Linked DNA regions of Hordeum vulgare: region 1 is linked to region 2. A link is a contact called in public Hi-C data. All regions are on one chromosome and are shown on one strand. The core of a region is the stretch at or near the end of the contact, and the rest is flanking DNA. Distances in the headings are between cores, read along the strand shown.

Region 1 (4,636 bases), core at 1,391-3,890, 180 kb after region 2:
TCTGTAGCTAGTAGAGCATGTCAATTTGTGGTAGTCCGATACACTGACATGTATGAACTTCCTATGCTATGTGTCTGTTTAACTACGTGTGTGTGTGTGAGTGTAACATTGCATGATTAGTATGGATTTGAGGGTTTGCTTTGAGGGACACGGTTCCGGAACCCGGACTTTTGAGGGGTGACCGGCTACTGCCCAAACGTTCGGGCGCGTACGCGGATGTACAGGGGCCAGATTTGCCTAGTCCGGTTGTATATGTTCTAAGATGTACTCCCTCCGTCCCATAATATAAGAGTGTTTTCTGGAGAGCGGACGTTTGGAGCTCGGCCTCCATGGAGGCCGAAATTTTTGAATAATTCAAAATTCAAACTTTTCGGTTTCAAAAAAATCTGAAAAAAAATATGGAAGTAAAGAAGGATGTTATGCGTATGTGTGCAAAAATTTAGGATGAAATACCTTGAAATACGATCTGCACAAAAAAGACAAATTCATGACCTGAAATGATGAATAGTGTCATGTGTAAAAAAGCCTCAGATTTGTCTTTTTTGCACAGCCCTCATTTCAATGTATTTTTTCCTGAAAATTTACACACATGTGTGTTACGCCTTCGCTTATCCCTGTGTTTTTTTTTCAGAATTTTTTGAAATGTAAAAATATAAATTTTCATGAAATTTGAATTTCAAATTTAAAGGCCTCCATGGAGCTCGGCCACCAAAAGCAATTTCTGTGTTTTCTGACACTAGTGTAGTGTCAAAAACGCTCTTATATTATGAGACAGAGGGACTATCTGTCGTCGTGTCATAAATTTGGTACACACATTGAGAAAAAAAATCGTGTACTGTAGCGTAGGCAAGCAAAAGAGAAATTGTAAAGCCACCATGCATACCGTGTATTGAATCTTCTTTTGTACTCCCTCCGTCCCAAAATTCTTGTCTTAGATTTGTCTAGATATGAATGTATCTAGTTACATTTTAGTATTTAGATACATCCATTTCTAGACAAACCTAAGACAAGAATTTTGGGACGGAAGGAGTACGTAGTATTGTAAATTGTAGTACGATCTATTGTGACATTTTGGTGACTACGGCACCACAAAGCTTGGTAGCACTGGAGCTTCGTGGCTAAGGTGACCGAATAATCACAGAAAGGCTTCTTGATGTTGCCAGCAAAAGAATGTACTCCCTCCGTTCCTAAATATAAGTCTTTAAAAAGGTTTCATTAATAGACTATATGCGGATGTATATAGACATACTTTAAAGTGTAGATTCATTCATTTTACTTTGTATGTAGACTTCTAGTGAAATATTTTAAAAGACTTATATTTAGGAACGGAGGGAGTACTTTAGACCGTAAAAAGGCTTCTTTATTCTGTATTCCTTTCTTCATCTAGCAAAGCCACATTTGCCTTTGTTGTATTAGGGGAAATGGAAAAAAAAGTACTTAGTAGACTGTCCAATTAGATTATGGAATACATCCGATTTAGGGAACAATCGGCATCTTGTCACAGCAGAGAAATATTCCCGCCCCATTTCTCACCGAAGCGGTCGTCCAAACAACGCCCCCAACAACCATGAAGCGACGTCAACAACAAGCCAGAGTCGGGCACGCATCACCATCAAGCCAAAGCCCGACTCATGCGACAATCTACTACACACATCAGGGTTGGGCCTTTTGAACTCTAGACCACAAAAAGCTTACACTAGAGTCAGTCAAACCAGAGCAAACCAAACCACATCTGACAATCTGAAGCGCAAACCACAGAAACGAGATACGAAGCGAAAAAATTACGAAGTGGGTTTCATTTTCACACGGACCTTGGTGAAGATGCCGACGCCGCACTCCATGGCGACCTTCGCGAGGAAGAGGTCGTCGGCGAGGAGGCGCTCCCTGAAGCCGCCGAACTGGAGCAGCCAGCGGAACATGGGCGACTTCTCGAGATCGGCGAACCGGCGCACGATCTCGCCGGGGAGGCGCCCGCCCTCCACGGCCGCGGCCATGTCCGCCGGGAGGCTCTCGAGCTTCCGTCCCAGCTGCGCGAGCACGAACAACGCCTCCCTCCTGTTTACCGACGCGTCGTCGCCGCCCTCGCCCTCGTCCTCGTCTCCTCCGCCGCCGCCGGAGGGGAGGTCGTCATCGCCTCCGCCGCCGCCGGAGCCGATGTTGCTGCCGCCGCCCGAGGAGGCGAGCGGGAGGGGAGGGAGAAGGGGCCGGGTGAGGCGGAGGGCGGGGAGGTGGAGCGGGAGGGAGCGGTGGAAGGGGAGGGCGGCGAGGCGGAGGAAGGGCTGCGGCTGGAGGCGGAGGTGGAAGGGGGAGGCGGGGCTGGAAGCGGAAGCGGAAGCGGAGAGGGAGTTGGGGGTGGAGAAGGCCATGGCGGTGGATGCGGGAGGCGGTCGGAGGCCGGGGGCGGGCGTGGACCTCCCGGAGGAGAGGAGAGGAGGGGAGTGTGGTTGGTGAAGAAGTGGAACCCCGCGAGACCGCAGCCGCGACAGTCGTGTCGACACGAGTGGGCAACGGCGCTTTATACAACTGTACTACCACCTACGACGAGTCTACGAGGAGCCGCCGGAGGCATGCTCAGAGTCATATACCTGACGAAAAGCGGAAAAGATGATACATTTTCTAAACATTACTGACACACGGTAGAATTTCAAGTTTGCATGCATCTCTCCTACTGTACTTAATACTAGTGGATACGCAAAGTTTCATTTACCTTTTCTATCATCCACTTACCAAATAAAATCATTATTTGGTAAATTAAAACTCCCTCCGTTCCATCTAAGGTGTATAGTTTTTGGTGCTGAAACCAAGGCACATAATTTTAAATAATTTATGATAAAATTATCATGAGCTAATTCATTGATTAGCGACAAGTAAATCGTTTAGTCTGGGAAAGAAAATGATACACACAATCAGGTGAGAAATGTTTTTTTCTCTACAAGGAATGATACATGCAGTCAGGAAAGAGATTTTTTTTTTCTAGAGTGTTGGAAAGGGAATTACGTGGAATTATAAGAAAAAATCTTATATTGTGAAATTTTATTAAAAAATAAATACGTCTACACCTTATACCCCATAATTGTGGAGTACTCCCTTCATTCCTTTATGTAAGGTGTATTATTTTATCACAGTAACCAAGACATATAATTATATACATGTTAGGAAGAAATTAACCTTGTCTAAATCATTGATTCGCGACAACTAAATCATTTAGGCTAGAAAAGTAAAAGATACACGGAATCAGTAGGGAGATACTTTTCTTTTTCTCTTTACAAGAACAGATGCATGCAATTAGGGGAGAGATAATTTATTTTTTTAAAGGGCTAACAATGAAATTATGAGGAATTAGAAGAAATGTATCTTACATTCTGGAATTTTATTAAAAATACATCTTATTTAGAAAAAACGAAGGGAATTTAAAGGAACAGAGGAAGTACGTTGGTTCAATTGACAGCTAAAGTATATTTTTGGTGCGTATTTACATCAACGATAAAATGACTGATAAATCACAGTGATTATGTACTAAATATTTGTGTCTCCTTTGAAAGGCACGGTCCCACGAAGAATTATCTAGTGAAAGATAAATGTATACTCGTAATAGTGACATCCTCAAGAGAATGCGGGAGGGCCACATAGCACTTGCGTTATAAATTTTGCGTGCCACCATATCTTCTGGGCAGGATCTTCTTCAAGCGAAAAGGAACTTTCATCCAAAAGATCTTAATAAAATCCCACCAAATCTTCTTTGGGCATCTACACACTATTTCGAAATTAAAATGAAAACAGTTCACTCATACCTCCAAGTATATGATTATGTTATGTTATGGATTGATCTATCCCTATGAATTCAGAAACCCATGGCCTTCCAAGTATACCTTTTTTTCCTATTTATGCAATTTTGTGGCATTGATCAAGGTCAAGGAGATAAGATATTTTCTATTCTCATGACGCCAAGAGCGCATTGACAGGCGTGATGAGCAATCTTCAAATCATTAAAAAAGCACACATTTAATTTACAGGTAGTATGATTAAGTAGATGTTGTTAACCATCGAGTATGAAGGACTGCTTTTTGCAGAAAAAAAAGAAGATATATATAAATGTGTGGAAATGGATTTGTGTATTGGCCGGACAGTTTCGGCAGTTGGAAATTGCATAACAAACGGTCTATGTAATCCAACACGCTACGAGTAGAACGTAGGAGTATATACTTCTTCAGGAACGGTGCACGGGGTCCTCGGGCGCACGTACAGACGTACTATGACCTTTCAAATGATAGAGGGGGAGGGTCGGTAGGCCACACAAAGGACGTGTGATGTGCGCCTCATTTCCTGCCCGGGTACTCAAGGTGCCTTAAGCGAAGATTGAGTGGCACTCTTCTGGTCATGTGATTGAAGTAATCCATTTTTTCTAATACTAGAAAATGTCATATTCTGTTTTCTCATAAACTAGTGTTTGAGTGTAGGTTTTGCCTCCAAATTTTGAATATCTCGTAAGTGATATTACTCCCTTCATTCCTAAATATAAGTCTTTTTAAAATTCTACTAAAGACTATATTCGAAACAAAATGAATAAATCTATACTTAAAAGTATGTTTATAAACATCCATATGTAATCCGTTGGTGAAACTTTTAAAGAAGATTA
Region 2 (4,724 bases), core at 1,994-4,493:
GTAGAGGATATATTTTCTCAATCATTAAAACGCACCTGGGAAGCCCACGATATTTTGGTAATCCCCTAGAGAAGGCACTGCTCTTTCTGCAATGCATGCATCTTCCAGTCATTGCTTCAGAAAATAAATAATGTATATGCATTATAAATGCACGACACAAATATACCTTCGGAGAGATACAAGATAGTCCTCTTTGGAGATCATCTGCATCTCTTCAAGATCTCTTGTATAATCGGAGACCTAAATAGGCAGATACATAATGAACATAAGTTTGCTAATTGTCAAATTTTTCATTAGGTATTGTGACAGTTGACATGGAATTGAAAACAATGAAGTAATTATAATTTTTGTTTCGTCAATACTCTGCAGAAGACAGTTGTGTTATTTGTTTTAAGTTACAATTGTAAATTAAAATAATAATAAAAACAAAACCAGATGAGAGAATCATAGACTTATAATGAAGCTGAGCTGGGGCATCATATATCCTAATTTTAATTGTGCTTTATGAAAAGTAGGCACTACATAGTAAACAGTTTTGGGTTTCGTCCCAACACTTATATCTGTAAATATGTAAACCAGCCAAACGAGATAAGAGAATCATCGGCTTAAACTGAACTGAGGTAACATGTATCTCAAATTTTGATATACATAATGTAAAGTAGACAAAAGACACTAGATATTTCTGAAATTTAGAGATCAAATTTGGAAGCTTTCGGTTTCTGTGCAAGATTTTTATTACATCGTGGGTTCTAAATAAATCATTGCTCAATATTAATAACAAACAGACTGATTAGCACACAGAGGTATCAGTTTCACCATGGAACACTTCCTGAAATAAATGAATAATGCATTCAGCTAAACCACGATCTTACTAAAAAAGGAAAATATACTTAATAATTTAAGGTGGAAGAATTTAACAAAGACTAGAAAACAAGAGCTGAATGGCATTAGCAAATCTTATAGACGACTCACAGGAAAATTTATCTGTGTTCCAGCTCCCCAGTATTTCAATGCAGCAAGATCATAGGCTCTTGCCGCAGCCTCTTCATCATCATATGCGCCTATGTTGCACATCAAATGGTGGGCATTAGAAACATCTTATCAAGTTAACACTATGTGCATTTTAATGTCAGCATCGGTGGTGCTCCTTACCTAAATATACTGCAAGATTGGTGCGCCGTGCAGTTTCCCATGTAAAAAAGAAACATCTTATCAAGTTAACACTATGTGCATTAAATTACATTAAGCACAACTACAGTAATAAAAATTAAATGGTAAATCATACTGATATAGTTAACTTTAACACAGGTCATCGTATGGAGATATGAAAGAAATCATGCACATAGTATAAAAACTGAGATATGCAGAATGCATACTCTTTACAACCAGTAAATGCATGCAGTGGTTATGGCACAGCAAACAATTATCTAGTCAAAAATACCTGACTCAAGCAATAGTAAAAAAGAAAAAGATCTGTTTGAGTGTAAACTTGTAGACGGAAGAACTACTTAATTACTACATAGATTCCATATCGGATGATGGATGATTGAGGATTAGAGACCTTAAACCAAATGACTCTGCAATAAAAGGAAGCTAAGATGGACAAGTTTCCTATACACCAGTGTAATAAGATTGCTAAAGAAGCATGATAAATTTACAACAGCTGTAACTCTGCACTTAGCACACAATATCCCAAATGGCCTCTGCAATAAAAGGAAGCTAAGATGGACAAATTTCCTATACAGCAATGTAATAGATTGCTAAAGAAGCATGCTAGATTTACAACAGCTGTAACTCTGCACTGAGCACACAATAATCCCAAATGACCTCTGCAATAAAAGGAAGTTAAGATGGACAAGTTTCCTATACACCAATGTAATAAGATTGCTAAAGAAGCATGATAAATTTACAACAGCTGTAACTCTGTACTGAGCACACAATAATCCCAAATGACCTCTGCAATAAAAGGAAGTTAAGATGGACAAGTTTCCTATACACCAATGTAATAAGATTGCTAAAGAAGCATGATAAATTAACAACAGCTGTAACTCTGTACTGAGCACACAATAGTCGCATACCTTGTTTCCCTTTTTTATTCTGATTCTGATTCCATGTGCTTTTGTCCCAAAGGTGAGCCTCATATCGCCCTGTCCATCTATGCCTATTGATGCAACATTGGGCTAAGTAATAAATTGAATGAATACATGTATAAGGAACACCAAAAGGAGATAATGCTATGCTCACAAAAAGTTTAAGGAAGTATATGTCTGTTGAAGGCAGTAAAAAAGAAAAGAAATAATAGCGTATAGTACAGAAAATAATACTCATAAGTGGAGAAGGAAGGAGCGAAGGAGGACACCAAATATGAAATGCGCACCGAGAAGCATGAAGTGCCAAGCACGGTGAAGAGGTCAAACTTGGAAGTATTTGTAAACAATTAAGGTGGCCAGACATCGGAGGTAATACTACTTGTAATTTCTCGTGGTTGAGCGTGCACATTAACCATTAGCATGTGCTGACCTGCAGATCATCGTTTGAACAGGGTACTAACTGTGATGTTCATACATTAATTTACAGCTGTTTCGTGATAATAACCAGAGACAAACACTGGCTGCAATGTTGAGATACCTAACAGCAATAGTCCTCTATAACATTCACTTATTCTCGTCGTGTGCCAGTTCTCATCGGATCTCCCAGGCTAGTCACGCTCTGCGTCACTTTCCGATACGCTCCCCACCCCCAATAACTCGAGACAGAGACGCATACGGAAGCTCATTGGCGATCTGTAGTGCTGAGCTTCTTCCAGACATGGTCGCCGGGAAACGAAAAGCAGGTAGCAGCGGAGATGAGTCCGTGAGCGGGCCAGGCAGGGGCGGTACGTACCGGGTGACCCCGCGGTAGATGGAGCTGCGTTTCCCGGCGGCGCAGGGCGTCATGCGGCTGATGCGGTCCTTGGCGGTGCAGACGCGCTCCTTCCGCGCCGGGGCGAGCCTCCTGGGCGGCGCCTGCTCCGCGGCGGCCACCCCCACCGCCGCGCCGTACGCGGGCGGCGGCCCCTCGCTTCCCCCCGCCGCGGCCTCCAGCTTGTTCTGCAGCCCCGCGTCGGCCGCGGCGGGGTTGGGGGAGGCCATGGCGCCGCCACCGGATCGGTCGAGCCGGCGCGACGAGGCAGGAGGACGGGGGCGAGCGCTTCGGCCTTTGGAGGAGTCGCAGTGGTGACCGTTTGGGGGCGGCCGTGGTGGTGGTTTCAAATGGAGGGGGGGAGGGGTGGGGGAGGAGGAGCAGAGGCAGAGGTGGATGGGGACGCGTGGAGCCCAGTGGGCCGGCACATGGGGAGCAGGGAGCCGCAGGGGAATCCGAGGATGCGCGATTGATGATGACGGCTAGAGAAGAAGGAAGAGAGTTGAGCCGATGGTAGCGGGCCGGAAAGGGACGGCAGCAGCGCCACGCCGGATGCGGGTTTGTCCGGCCCGTCGTCGCTTCCGCGAACGGCATCGGTACGGCTCGCGTGGCCGATTCTTACTCCCATCGATGCCGACCCGACAGGGGCAAACCCCGTGATGGAAAACACGAGGGATGTGCAGATGGAACTCCGTGATGAATGATGATGATGCATAAAGAAACAAAACACTGGAAATGAACCGACTGGAGTGGAGTTGAGTTGAGTTCAATGCCTCAGGACCGTTGGCCACCGTGTCAGATGCGGCAGGAGGTGAGTGAATGGGGCTGATCGAGTCGAGTTGGTTCATGGGAGGCCGTGGACAGTACTGCACTACCACGGTACTGCCGTGCCACATTGAAGGCAGGTGTACTGCGCTGCATGCTCACTCTCTCTACTGGCTAGTAGCTCTGTGTTAATGTTGCACTCACTTCACGTCACGTAGGGGTAGCACGTATCATGTCAGTCACGTCACGTCACGTAGGGATAGCCCATGTCAATCACGTCGCCACGGGCATATCAAATGCATCGGCCAAAATCGTGTATTTAAAGCAACTTTAACGGTTGATCCGAACGAATGAAGATTAGTTCGGTTTGTTCGTTTGGATCGACCGGTCGGTCGGCGTCCGTCCTGTTTTAGATATGAGTCGGCAGCGCGTTCAACGCGCCGACCTATATGTGCCGGCGTGGCCGGCTGGTTGTCTGGCCGTTCTATTTTGCATTGAATTTGCTAACATAATTTGGACCGAATAAAATAACATAGTTATTACAAGCCGAATAAACATAACATAGTTTTCACATATTTTTGCAAACGAATAAGAAGATAAATCCATTGGTCGCCAACATGAGCCCACATATGCTCAACCAAATCATTTTACAGCTGCACGTGTGTTTCCCAATCATGCATGTCTTGATGAAATTGGATGAACTGTTCAAACGTTGTTGCTCCTCCATGCTCAGGCACAACATTCTCACCCTGAAACTAAAACCCTTGATCGTACATACGTTCCGAGCGCTCGTCTTCTACGGTCATATTATGCATGATCACACAAGCAGTCATCACCTTTCACAGTTTCTGCGTGCTCCACGTATTAGCAGGATACCGAACGATGCCCCATCGAGATTGCGAAACACCAAAGGCACGCTCGACATCCTTCCTAGCACCCTCTTGCTCTTGGGCAAATCTTTTCCTCTTCTCTCCGACAGGGTTGGGTATTGTCTTGACAATAGTGGTCCACTGAGGATAGATTCCGTCACCCAGGTAGTATCATTTGTCGTGGTTGTG

Evidence for each region. Hi-C and Micro-C count contacts between places; a contact is called where the count stands out from the background.
Region 1: a Hi-C map of seedling shows a contact between it and region 2, with 5 times the contacts expected there. The contact joins the promoter of LOC123439769 here to the promoter of LOC123439751 in region 2. A contact is called at or near these places in 4 of 6 Hi-C or Micro-C datasets (leaf and seedling) and 1 of 1 datasets of contacts at active chromatin or transcription factors (embryo).

Annotation. Positions count from the first base shown.
Region 1 is chr1H:390,557,303-390,561,938 of MorexV3_pseudomolecules_assembly, forward strand. It overlaps LOC123439769 (protein RETICULATA-RELATED 4, chloroplastic-like), which reads right to left and starts at 2,641. Exons shown (of 8, transcript XM_045116451.1): 1 at 1,812-2,641. The coding sequence starts at 2,366.
Region 2 is chr1H:390,380,137-390,384,860 of MorexV3_pseudomolecules_assembly, forward strand. It overlaps LOC123439751 (AP2-like ethylene-responsive transcription factor SMOS1), which reads right to left and starts at 3,244. Exons shown (of 10, transcript XM_045116443.1): 1 at 2,884-3,244; 2 at 2,079-2,161; 3 at 1,153-1,161; 4 at 973-1,061; 5 at 167-240; 6 at 36-86. The coding sequence starts at 3,131.